Regions from separate parts of the Sus scrofa genome. Here region 2 is linked to region 1. Evidence: chromatin contacts called from public HiChIP or PLAC-seq data. All regions are on one chromosome and are shown on one strand. The core of a region is the stretch at or near the end of the contact, and the rest is flanking DNA. Distances in the headings are between cores, read along the strand shown. Region 1 has its middle 63 kb from the start of BHLHA9. Region 2 overlaps ABR (active BCR-related).

The links. HiChIP or PLAC-seq counts read pairs in DNA pulled down with a chosen protein or histone mark.
Region 2: an H3K27ac HiChIP or PLAC-seq map of alveolar macrophages shows a contact between it and region 1. The contact joins two enhancer-like sites. A contact is called at or near these places in 1 of 47 Hi-C or Micro-C datasets (embryonic fibroblasts) and 1 of 2 datasets of contacts at active chromatin or transcription factors (alveolar macrophages).

The regions. Positions count from the first base shown.
Region 1 is chr12:46,703,847-46,710,131 of Sscrofa11.1, reverse strand. It overlaps a transcript of ABR not described here. Among named protein-coding and RNA genes, the nearest start is that of BHLHA9, 63 kb to the right of the region's middle. Within about 2 kb of position 4,016, at least 4 of the 83 cell types and tissues checked have an H3K27ac peak or open chromatin away from gene starts, as enhancers often do. A contact at or near this core is called in alveolar macrophages, where this site is marked.
Region 2 is chr12:46,836,305-46,842,530 of Sscrofa11.1, reverse strand. ABR (active BCR-related) reads right to left here. Exons shown (of 22, transcript NM_001253818.1): 4 at 5,837-5,944; 5 at 2,662-2,722. Among named protein-coding and RNA genes, the nearest start is that of ABR, 27 kb to the right of the region's middle. Within about 2 kb of position 3,875, at least 12 of the 83 cell types and tissues checked have an H3K27ac peak or open chromatin away from gene starts, as enhancers often do. A contact at or near this core is called in alveolar macrophages, where this site is marked.

The sequences.
Region 1 (6,285 bases), core at 2,767-5,266:
CACTTCAGGTTGAGTCTGCTGCGCTCCAGTTCGCGCTCCATGTCTAGCACCGACTCCAACCGCATGACAGGCACGTCCTCCCCGGGGAACTCGGCCTGCCAGTGGCGCTCAAAGTCCTGGGGGTCCCACATGCCGGGCGCCCCTCCAGGCCGCCGCGGCCCAGCTCCTCGGCGCTCAGCGGGCCGGGGGCGGGCCCGGCTCTCTCGGTGCTGGCGCAGTCGCCTGCCCTTCACTTCAGCCCCAGACGAGAATAAAGGAAAAAATAAAGTTTTTCCCCTTCCGCCCTCGTGCCCTTTTTTTTTTTTTTTTTTCCTCTTCTTCTTCTTCTGGGTTTCGCCCCCTTGACGTCAGCGGCCACCGGCGACGGAGGCGGGCGCCTGGGGGCCCTGGGCCCGCCCCGGGCAGCAGGCGCGCAGCCAGCGGTCTGCAGCCCCCGCGCGAGGCCGGGCGCCGGGCGGGCTCTGGCGTCTGGAGAACCGCGGCGGGGGCGGAGCTTCGCGGGCGCCTCGGGGCTGCTCCCGCGGCAGGGTGGCTGCTGGAGGGCCCGGGGGGTGGGCGGGGCCGGGTCTGCGGTGCTGCCCACCCCCGAGGCGCTGGCGACCTTCGGCGCTGGCCGCCGCAGGCCGGGCTCGCACCTTCCTGGCCAGGCGGGCTGCGCGCGCGGGCTCCCTACACCGAGCGCGGGGGCCGGGGAGGCGGGAGCGCGCGGGGGTGCCCTGGGCCGCAGCCAACCTCCCGCCAGCCGGCCCTCGGCAGTCTTGCCTGTCCCGGGGTCAGGGCGGCGCCTGGGACCGAGAAGGAAAGGTGGGGGAAAGGCGATGTGACGCGGTAACGAGGGCAGGTGTGGAAGGGAGCCTTCTGCTGACCGTCAGGGTTGTCCTCCGCCGCAGTTATTGAGCTCCTTGAACAACGTGTCCAAAATCACAGAGCTATTTAATCCAACGCTGGGGATGAAACTGCATGGTGGTGTTTTTGTTTGGGATTTTTTTTTTTTTTAAAGACCCTTTAAAGCTTTCTCTCCACTGCTCACTAGAACTTTTCGGGAGAGAAGGAGGCAAGGGTGACAGCTGAAGTCCCCTGGGACTCAAAGCTGCGGGTACTCCCGTGGGACTCCCTGTGACTGAATCAAACCGTGACTGTCAGGAGCCTTAGACACCTGGGCGTCTAAAAGAACACTCCACTACATATCCGCTTTGTGCCCTCAACAAAAGAGGGGCGCTGGGGACCTGCTCCGGGGCTGACACCCGTGGAGGGGCGGACGGAGGCCCCCTCCTGGCCTCCTCCTCGCACCTGGCTGCACCACTTTTCCAGGCCTTTGGGTGAGGTCTCACTGTCTGCAGAGAGGGGGCCTGATACACTGTCTCGTGCTCACCTCCAGGGGGGACCTTATCAGTGATTCATATTTTCTTCATTTGAAGGATGAGGAAATGGATACTGTATGAGACTAAGTGACTTGGCAGCTGGAAATTCCTCTTACTCCCTTTGGCAACTGCAGCCAAACTCAGCCCCTCTCTCCAAAGCCCTGCTGTGGGCGGCTCACCTGTACCATCTCAACAGTCTCTCACTTTTCAATCCTTTTCAGTCTACCCCTCACAGCTGGATATTGGGAAAATGCCAGAAAGATAGTTCTTAACCACAAATGAAATAGTGTCATGCTTTTGCTCAAAACCTCCATGGCTCCTCACACCTCCAGGCCGGAGTCCAGACTCCGTTTAGTGACAAAGGAGGTCCTCCTACCTTTGGTCTCTGCCCCCCTCTCTACCTTCCTCCTAGGCTTTAGCCTTACCAACTCCAGGCTGTCCCCAAAGACATCTGGCTCTTACGAGAGAGACATCTCTCCTCTTCCTTGGAACTCCTGTCCCTACACACAGGCACAACTCCCTGCTGCCTGGAGGACTCCAACCCTCCTTTAAGACCCAACTAAAGGAGCTCCACCTCTGAGAACCCTTTTCTGGCCCCTCTCTCTCCATCTTATCTGTGTCTTTACCTTCCTTTGTCCTTGTTCCACTTTATGGCAATTATTAGTGACTTTTTTTTTTTTTTTTTTTGGTCTTTTTGCCATTTCTTGGGCCGCTTCCGCGGCATATGGAAGTTCCCAGGTCGAACCGGAGTTGTAGCCGCCGGCCTACACCAGAGCCACAGCAACGCTGGATCCGAGCCGCGTCTGCGACCTATACCACAGCTCACAGCAACGCCGGCTCCTTAGCCCATTGAGCAAGGTCAGGGATCGAACCCGCAACCTCATGGTTCCTAGTCGGATTCGTTAACCACTGCGCCACGACGGGAACTCCAGTGACATCTTTTGTTTCCCTTTCTTTCATAGCCTCCTCTCAAGGTCCAGGGATGGTGTCTTTTCCACTTTTGCATTCTTGCTGCTGCTTTTTTCTTTTTTTCTTTTTTTGTCTTTTTAGGGCCACACCTGGGGCATATGGAGGTTCCCAGGCTAGGGGTCTAATTAGAGTTGTAACCACTGGCCTACACTACAGCCACAGCAACACCAGATCTGAGCCCCATCTGCAACCTACACCACAGCTCACGGCAATGCCAGATCCTTAACCCACTGAGCGAGGCCAGGGATTGAACCTGCATCCTCATGGATGCTAGTCAGATTTGTTTCTGCTGAGCCATGACAGGAACTCCTCTTGCTGCTTCTTGCAGAGTATGATTGAGAGATAACGGATAATTGTTGAATGAAATAATGAATGAATGAATGAATGGGCAGATGAACGAATCCCCACCTTGTAGTTCCTGCTTTGCTGCTCCAGTGGTGAATCATTCCAGGCTAGGAGCACATGTGCTTCCCACAGAGACTTCTCACTCAGGAATTTCCTTCCATGACAAAGTCTGTGTTTACTTACTTTCCCAACGTCCCTTCTTTTTTCTTTCTCTTTCTTTCTTTTTTTTTTAAATTTGGTGTGCCACTGGTATGACTCATCACTGTGTTGGCTCTTGTGTCCGACTGCTATGGGGAAATGGACGTGTTTCCAGTATTCTCCAGCTTGTGTGATTTCTCAATCCTTCACCTAGTCCCTCAAGCTGCTTTCTCTCCCACCTTCGCTTCCTATTTTGAAGACCATCCCTCCCTCCCTAAAGGCTGCCACCATGTCCTTTGTCTGGAAGGGACTGAGACACTCCCTGTGCTCACAGCTCCTCGGTGCAGAGATATTGCAGCAAGTGTCATCCACAAGCATCTTGGCCTCTGTTAAGATTTCAGAAAGGGAAAGAAATGCAGCACAGCATAGATGGATGATGGCCTATTGATTGGAAGATGTTTGGATATGTATATTTAAATGCACAAAGAAAAAAAATTACTCTAAGTATCAATTTCTGAATTTGTAATTTCCCTGGGAGGATAGATTCAACTCTGTCCTTTAATTAAAGCAAGGGTATGATTCCCTTTTGGTCCAAGGAAGTTGTTACCAACACCACTAATTTTTCCGCGAGGACCAATATAGCCAGAAATGCCAACATTTATCTTCCGTAAACAGATCCCAGGAGCAACCTTCATTGTCTCTGGCTGGTGGATGGTTTGGTGTTATTACTTGGCTTTGGGTCATCATGGGGGCAAGAGCAGAGTGGCTGACATTTATTGAGTCCACACTTCTTGTTGCCATACATCTTTGATTTCATCTAATTTCTCACAAAAACCCTGTAAAGAAGGTATTAGTGTCCCGAGGGAGAGAAATGGACGATCAAAGAGGTTAGAGGTCGCACAGCTAATCTGGATTCTAAAACTCAGTAGCTTTGCAAGGGCTTGGCCCAGGCACATCTGTGTCATTAGCCTTCATTCATTCAATAAATATTTGTGAAGTACTTACTAGGTGCCAGGGCCTGGCAATTAAAATTTAAACCCTGTAACCTGGCATATACAACTCTTTACAATGGATCCTCTGACCCCAGCCTGCTTGTCCAGTCCCATTTCTTGAATTACTTCTGCGGCCACACCCATTCAGCCCTCCAGTCTGAGTCACCCTCTGAGAAGATGACTTCTCTGTTCCATGTCGCCTCCCTTTGGCCCTTCTTGGATTTCTTTCTTTTTTTTTTTTGGTTTGGTCTTTTTCCAGGGCCACACCCACAGCAACACCAGATCCGAGCCAGGTCTGCAACCTACACCACAGCTCGCAGCAATGCCAGATCCTTAACCCACTGAACAAGGCCAGGGATCAAACCTGCAACCTCATGGTTCCTGGTCGGATTCGTTAACCACTGAGCCACGAAGGGAACTCCCCTTCTTGAATTTCTGTGGCAGTTACTGTAGACCATTCCTGTGGGCTGCTGGGGTCTCACCTCAAACACCTACCCCTACTACTCTCCACTCTTCTGCCCTAGAGTTTTTCTCGAGCTTCCCAGATGGAAGCTTCTGGGGGTAGGGGGTTTCCCTGGGGCATGCATGGCCAGTGCAAATGGGAGCTGGTTCATAAAGGCCCCATGCCCCTGTCTTTGGATGGCATGCCTGAGGCACACTCTGCATGGCTGCCCAGCGGTCTGCAAGAGAAATAAGCCCCCAGTGTTCATAATGGTAACCAATCCATAATGAGCTATTGGCTTTCCCTTCCTTTTTTTTTTTTTTTCCTTTTTCAGCTGCACCCATGGCATATGGAAGTTCTCGGGTCAGGGATTGAATTTGAGCCACAGCTGCAACCTACTCCACAGCCGCAGCAATGCCAGGTCCTTAACCTGCTGTGCCACAGTAGGAACTCCTGGCTTTCCCTTCTAATCTGTCTCCCTTTCCCTCATTCCTGCTTCCTGGAACAGTCTCCCAACTGAAATACTTGTACGAGATCCTTGTGTCAGTCCTGCTTTGCCCCTCTGGTGCCCTCATTAAGACACCCTCCAGTCTCCCCCATGCCCTCTCTGATCTAGCCACACAGGCGCTGCACCATCCCCCCAGTTACTCCTCCAGCTCTCATGTTTTCCTTTGACATGTTGCTTCCTCCTTCCTCCTGTATAAAAGGGTGAGATCCCTTTTCACCTGTCTATTCCCAGCCCACCTGTCATGTTCTCTCTGAAGCCTTCCCTTCCCCAGGTCCAGTTAGGCATGTTTGTCCACAGAGATGCACCTTGGTTCCAGCACTGTTCCAGCACAGTGTCATTCCACGGCTCCTTGAGGACATCCTGGCTCCAGCCAGCTGGTACCTCTTATTCCTCCCACTGCCACAGCCCCTACCTCAGTGCCAGAGAGTGCCTAGTACATGTCTGCCGAGTGAATGAATGAATGATGAGTGAGAGAATGGACTGTTTTAGACCTTAACTTCATGCCATTTTAAGATGTGAGGTGATATCTCCGATGCTCAGGGATGCTGAGTACCTTTTCATGCACCTACTGGCCATCTGAATGTCTTCTTTGGAAAAATGTCTATTCGGGTCTTTTGCCATTGCGATTATTTGTTTGTTTTTTTTCCTGTTGAGTTGTAAGAGTTCCGTATTTATTTTTTGGATGTTAATCCCTTAGATATGTGGCATGCAAATCTATTCTCCCATTCCTTAAGTTGCCTTTGCATTTTGTTGATGTTTTGTTCTGTGCAGAAGATTTTTAGTTTGATGTGGTCCCATTTATTTATATTTGTTTTTAATGCCTGCGCTTTTGGTGTTACATCTAAAAAACTGTTGCCATGACCAATGTCTAGGAGCTTTTCCAATATGTTTTCTTCTAGGAAACATAGTTTTATAGTTCCAGGTCTTATGTTTACATTTTAAATCCATTCAATCCATTTGGCTTTTGCGAGTGGTGTAAGATAGGGATCCAATTTCAATCTGCTGTATACAATGATCCAGTTTTCCTAACACCATTTATTGAGGACACTCTCCTTTCTACATTGATCACTCTTGGGTCCCTTGTCAAATATTAGTTGATTGTGTATGCAGTATATACAAGGGTTTATTTCTGGGCTCTCAATTCTGTTCCATTAGGCTACATGTCTCTTTTTATGCCAGCACCATACTGTTTTGATTACTATAGCTTTTTAATATAGCTTGAAATCAGAATATAGCTTTTTGATATAGTTTGAAATCAGTTCTGGTCTTCTTTCTCAAGTTTGCTCTGGCTAACCGGGGTCAGTTGTGTTTCCACACACTAACAACAAAATAGCTGATTATTTTTCACTCCATAGATCAGTTATATGACATTCACTTTGGAAGGAAATTTCTGCCCAGATAGCATCTGAAGTTGTGAGTATTTTGTTCTGTTCCTCCAGCTTTATAACTAGAACAGCTGGATAGAAGAGATGCATAGGGCAAGTGTGTTGACAAGCCAGAGCTGGTGTATTAAGAATTATGACCTGCTCA
Region 2 (6,226 bases), core at 2,626-5,125, 130 kb before region 1:
GGAGAGGGCCGTGGGGCCAAGGTCAGACATGGGGGGAAGAAGGGCAGCCCTGAGGTTTGCGCACCTCATGGGACCCGCACACCTGCTTCCCCCGAAAATGCAGGGTGAAGAGCCCTCTTTCTGCCCTCACCTGCTCCAGGGCTCCAGCAGGCTGGCCTGCTTCCTCCTCTGCTTCACCCCCGCTCCCCACGCCTCACCAGGTGGCTCCTGTTTCTGGGACAGGCACCATTCATCAAGTTGCAGTGCCTGTCTCTCCCCCTCCTCCAGAAAGCCTTCCCCCGACCAGGACGTTCACAAGCCACACTCCCGGGGCCGGGAAGTCAAACCACAACATCAGCAAGCTGGTCTTGCTCTAGTTTGCCAGGCACCTACTCTGAGTTCAATGGCGCGGTTTTACATGCGCTCTTTCCTTAATCGAGAGGGAAGCAAAAGCTCGCTGGTCTTCGGGAGGATTCTGGGAAAGATTTGGCGCCAAGGAGCAGGTGAGCTGGCCTTTGCACCCCCACTGTGTTTGGCACAGCGCCCTGCAGAGTGGGCGCTCAGCAGACGGCTGTTAGGGCTGACAACTGCAGAGTGAGCCCCAAGTTGCACAGTCTCCCTGGGACCCAGAACCAGCACCCCTTGGAGGGGTGGAGAAGATTCTAAACAGTGTGGTCAGCGGGTCCTTCGCTCCCGACCCCTCACTTTGAAGCTGACTGCATCGCAGGGACCAAAGAAACCCTCAACTCCAGGTCCCAGGCCTGTGTCACTAAAACTAAGCTTCCCTTTGGGGGAGAAAGAGGAAGCAAAGAGCCGATCGCTTCCTCTTTGGAGGAGAGTTGAGACTTGACCGACTCCTAGGCCAGACCAAACAGGGGATTTCTCCTCGGATCTTGAAACAGGCCAGGTTCAAGTCCAGCTCTCCTCTTGAGCCCAGCCTGACAAAATCTGGGCTGAGGGGCGGGGCTGCAGGGCAGCCTCTGCCCAGTGGCAAGAGTTCCCACAGTTGCTCTGCTGGGACAGCCAGAGGGGGCGACCTTGGGGGCTACCTCCATCATGAGCAGTCCTCAATGCAGGACAGCAGGGCGGCCTCCGAGAAGAGCCCGGGAAACCTCAGCATCGCTCCAGCAGCAAGCTGCCACCCCCCTCTGTTCAGCCTTCAATAAGGAGCTCCAGGTTACCACGGAGATGGAAAGCAAAGTGAGGGAGAGGGGCGCAGAGACGAACGCCCCGTGGGAGGGAAGAAGGTCCTGAATCTAGCCACCTGCTGCAGCGGCTCCGAGAAGCTGGCCTGGGGGCAACACTGGACCCTTATGCCCCTGCCAAAGGCAGCTTGGGTCATTCCTAAGGCACCGCTTGCCACGGGAGGCAGGGCGCACCAGCTTCTGCACGCCGCCTTGCCTAGGCCCGTGTCCTCCTCCTCTGAGCAAGAGCGTGCCTGACAGCATGAGCCTGTCCCAGGACCCTCCTCCCGGAAGGAGCTGTAGAGGGTGCTCGGCGCGCCTTCCCACCCCCCACAGTGCGGTGGGTGTGTGACCTTCACAAGGCAGCAGCCTGCCACGCCCCCCTCGCCCACCAGCATCCACTGCTGACCTTCTGCCAAGACCTCAGTTTGAGGGTCTCCAGCGGCTAGAAACGAACCCCCTGGGAGGCACCCAATTCCGTCCTGCTCTCCCAACCCCGTCCATGCTCTCCCGCCGCCGTCACAGGGGAGAGAGTGAAGCAGCATCTGCGTGCGGAGCACACAATACCCTGGCTGCTCAACCTCCTCTCCTCTCTCTGGAAACAAAGAGACTCCCAACTTCTCCCTCCAGCCGGGGCTGGTGCCCTCCCAGTCCAAGGCACTGCTGTCCTGACCATCTGTCACTCTGCCACTGGCCCCTGCTGACCCATCTCCGGCCCCAGGGTGGCCACACCTGCAGGTCCAGGCTTGTCACTTTCACTCCTCAACAGCCTCTCCAGGAAGTTGCCCACAGCCTCTCAAGCAAAGCCACTAATTCCCCACAGATCCTTGAGGGGTACCTGGACCCTCCTCGCCTGGTCCCCCATTTCCAAGTGGCCCTGTGCCGAGGGGCCCCCAGACTTCAACTCCAGGCTGGAAGCTGGCCGGCACGGGGGTTAACACAGATCCAGCCACGTGTCCCCCTCCCTGCCTTGATGGCCAGGTCTCAGCCCCTCCAGCCAGCCCCCTGGGGTGAAGACACCACCTCCCGTGACAGGGGGGCCTGGGTTACCATAGGTGCAGTTACAGCAGAAGCGAATGATGAGGAGAATTTCCATGGCAGCCTCCGTCCCCGCGGCAGGAGCGTGCGGCCATCGCTCCCGGCTCCCCAGATCCCATCAGCAGCCCGGCCACCCAGCCACCTTCCCGGCTGCCTGCCGCTGCACAGCCTCCAGAATCCAGCAGCCGCTTCTGAGTGCTCCTCTAGCAAGGGGGCGGGGGGCGGGGAGGGCGGCGCGTGGAGGGGGAGGAGGAGGAGGAGGAGGGAGCGAGCCGCCTGCTGGCATCCTGAGGAGGAGCACGTTTGTAGCTGGCCAGCTGCCTGGGGACAGAGGCTGGCTTCCTCGCATGCACGCGCTCACACACTCGCACGTGCGCGTGCACACACGCAAGCAGGGCCCCGGAGTCCGCAAAGCCAGACAAAGGAAGGTGACTGCAATCCAACCCGTTCCCCAAAGTACCTTCCATTGTGACTGACGTGTGGCTGTCCTTGGAGTCCTTGGGACCTTTCACTTTGAGTTCCTGCCAAACAGAGGAGAGGAATCACTACCTGGCCCATCCCCTGGGCCTCCCCACGCCCCATCGTGCACACAGCGGGAAGCGGGGCTTAAACCCAGAGTGTACAGAGAAGAGAGACAAAGACAAGGCTGGGGCCTCCTTCTGCCTCTCGGCCTCCAGGGTCCCCAGGCCACACCCATCATCTCTGGAGCCTCGTGGGGTCCAGTGGCTGGTATAGGCAGGAAGGAGGGACTCCCAGTACCAGAGAGGACCGTGATCAGGGTGCCCCTCAGACCCATCCCTGGCCACTCTCGGGGCTTCCAGAGGATGAGTGCTGCAAGAGTGGACCCACCCGCAAGCCCCCGGCAGCAGCCACTACTTAGAGGTCTGCACACACCAGCCCAGGGCACACAGGGTTTTAGGGGAGAAGCCCCAGGGCACCAGCTGGTCCTGGGGCACAAGCAGCCCTTGAAATAAGAATTGAGGGGTCCAACACACCTGCATGGGGCAGGGTGGCGTGGAGCAGGGAGCCACGCTCTACCTGCTCCATATGGAGAGGGACCCAGCCAGCCGCCAGCTCCACCTGCACACCCCACCCACCGCACCTGGGCTGGGCACCCAAGAGGAAACTGCAAGGAAGGAAGAGGCCACGGCCCTCCTGGACGCCATGCCAAGGGACAGGGAGTGAGTGCTGGAAACAGACCCCAGGGACGGCTTATCAGATCCTAACCTCTTTTATCTGCCTTTAGAGACAGAGGCTCCAGTGCAAGCCCTGGCCAAAGGACCACTGGAACACAACCCCACTTGGAGGGCTGAGTGCTCCAAGGGGGCTGTCAGCAGGGAGGCAGGATGAGGTGAGGCCAAGGTCAGGTACCAGGTGAGGTTGCCTGCTGTGCCTGGAAGGAAACACCCAGGCGGCGGGAGCCCCATATTCCCTACTCCTGCCTCAAGCTCTTTCTAGACAGAGGAAACCCCCAGGGACTGAGCTTGGGGCGTGGGGGGCGGGGAAGGGGGGTTACTCAGCTTCTCAAGGCTGTGTCCCTGGCTGGTGTCTGGGTTCCCAGCTTTAGGGAGCTTTTTTCCCCATGTCCCCCTCCAGCGCAGCCAGAGGGATGAAATCACTCTGCCGCAGAGCAGAAGGGCCTAATTGCAGTAATTAAGTGGCAGCACCAGTAGGAAGTGACTGTGTCCGCGCATGAGTCAGGGTGAGAAGCCACTGGCAGGTGGCCACGGGCCTTGCTCTGCCCTTGGGACCGACCGGCTTTGCCAGGGGCTTGGGGATGGGCGCAGGCATTTCTGCCCACCACAGAGAACAGGCAGTCAGCACAGGCTCAGAGGAGAACCCCTGCTCTCTGGACCACACAAGACCTGGGCACCCCAGCAGCCTTGGCAGGGCCACTCTGAACACAGACTGGGGAAGACAATTTATCCCCAGGGAGGGCTGGGAGCCAGAGAGGGACACCCTTTCTCCAGCCTCCTTACTCCACGTAGAGGAACCTTCCCACCGCTCACTCCACTCCGTCCTCCCAGGCTGACGGTGACTCACTGGATCCCTGAGCTTGGTAGAGGAAATGGAGCCCAGCCCTTCTCTCTCGGCCCCCAGCAGATGTGTCTGAACGTGGAGGGGAAGTGTTAGCAAGGCCAGTGTGGCCGCAGAGCCATGTCCCCGTTCTTCCAATCCGGCTTTTACTAGTAATCGAGCTGACATTTTCATCTCTGTCTGCCCGACTCCTAGGCTGCCTCTGGGCTGATTCCAAACTTGGGTCTGACCCCTAACCCCAGGAGTTTCATGAAGACTACCCTGCATCTCACCAACTTTCTGGCATTGGAGCTGAGGGAGAAAGCAAAGGATTGAGAGGGGCCTGGAAGGCAGGACGTCCAAAACCACAGAAGGTTCCCCTTCCCTGGAACCACAAGTTCTCCTGCCCTGAGCTTGGTGCCGGGTTCTGTGACCGCGCAGCCAGAGACTTAGGGGTGTCACTGAGATCTTTTTGGCTAAAGGGTGGAGCTGGGCTCCTGTAGGGTCCTAGAACTCCTTCTTGCAATGTCCCAGACAGCAGGGCCAACGGCAGGCAGTGAAGCATCTTTGCCCTGCAGAGGAGGATAGTGGGAAGGCTTGGCATGTTTCCAGCCAGAGGGTCTGGGGCTTCTTCTGCACATAAGGGCTCCCCGTCCTCTCTCTTTGGGATTGTGAGGATCTTAAAAGACCACCCGGTCCGGACTGCCTCAGGTCTCCTGACTATAAACATCACCTGGGGAAGCTGGTTAACATACAGTGGCCAGTGGGTTAAGGATCTGGTGTCATCAACGCTGCAGCAGCCCGGGTCACTGCTGTGGCATGGGTTTGATCCCTGGCCCAGGAACTTCCACACGCTGCAGGCATGGCCAAAAAAACCCCCCAAAACAAAAAACACCACACTCCGGGGTTCCACGCCAACCCTTCTGAATTAAAGCTCCAAGGACAGTACCTGGGGATCTGCATTCTTTTTTGGTTTTGGTTTTTGGTTTTCAGGGCCACACCCGTGGCATACGGAAGTTCCCAGGCTGGTGGGTGAGTGGGAGCTATAACTGCCAGCCTATGCCACGGCCACAGCGACGGAGGATCTGAGCCTCGACTGGGGGACCTACACCAGAGCTAACAGCAACGCCGGATCCTTAACCCACTGAGCAGGGCCAGGGATTGAACCTGAGTCCTCATGGATACTAGTCGGGTTCGCTGAGCCACGATGGGAACTTTAAGATCTTCCTTTTATACAGTGCCCCTGGTGGTTCTTGTCAAGCAAGCTTGGGATGAGCTAGAAAAACCCAGACGCCTCGTTCTACAGAAGAGGAAGTAAGTCCAAGAGAAGGGAAGCGACTTGCTTAAGGTCACTACAGTGTGGGAGAACGCTGCCTTTTTTCTTTTCTTTCTCGCCCCCCTGTTCTAACACAGAATAATAAAATCACATACAAATCGATATTCTTGTATCAAGAGGAAAAATGTCAAGTGCAAGAAAGCCAATGTCAGGCTAGGTGTTACCCATCAGGGGAGCTGTTTTCCTCACTGGCAAGCAAGGGGGAAGAGATCCAAAGGCTGGAGGCTCTGAGCAACCCCCAAAACCCCATGTCGTCAGGGTGGCTGTGCAGGGAACAGCCCACCTCAGAGATCTTCTGGAATTGGTTGTTGGACTGGCTGCACTTCTCAGCTGTCTCCAGAGCGACTTTATAGTTATCCACAAATGCTTTGTACACACCAAGCTGGCTGGCCTGCAAGGAGAAGAGAGGAGAGAGAGAGAGGAGGGCAGGAGTGGGATGGGGAAAGAGGATTAATGAATGGATGAAAGCATAACCAGAGCACCTGGAGCTCCCTTAGCACTCAGAACCTTTAACTCAGTCCAAATGGCTAGCTGGGAGCAAAGGGAAAAGGCAGGATGAACATACTACAGCATCCCTTTGAACTTGACAGTTTCCATGGAAACTGGCTCAGCCAATAAGGTTAACAAGGGGGTATTGGGGGTTGGGGGAGTAGGGCAGGGCCTTTGTTGGCAT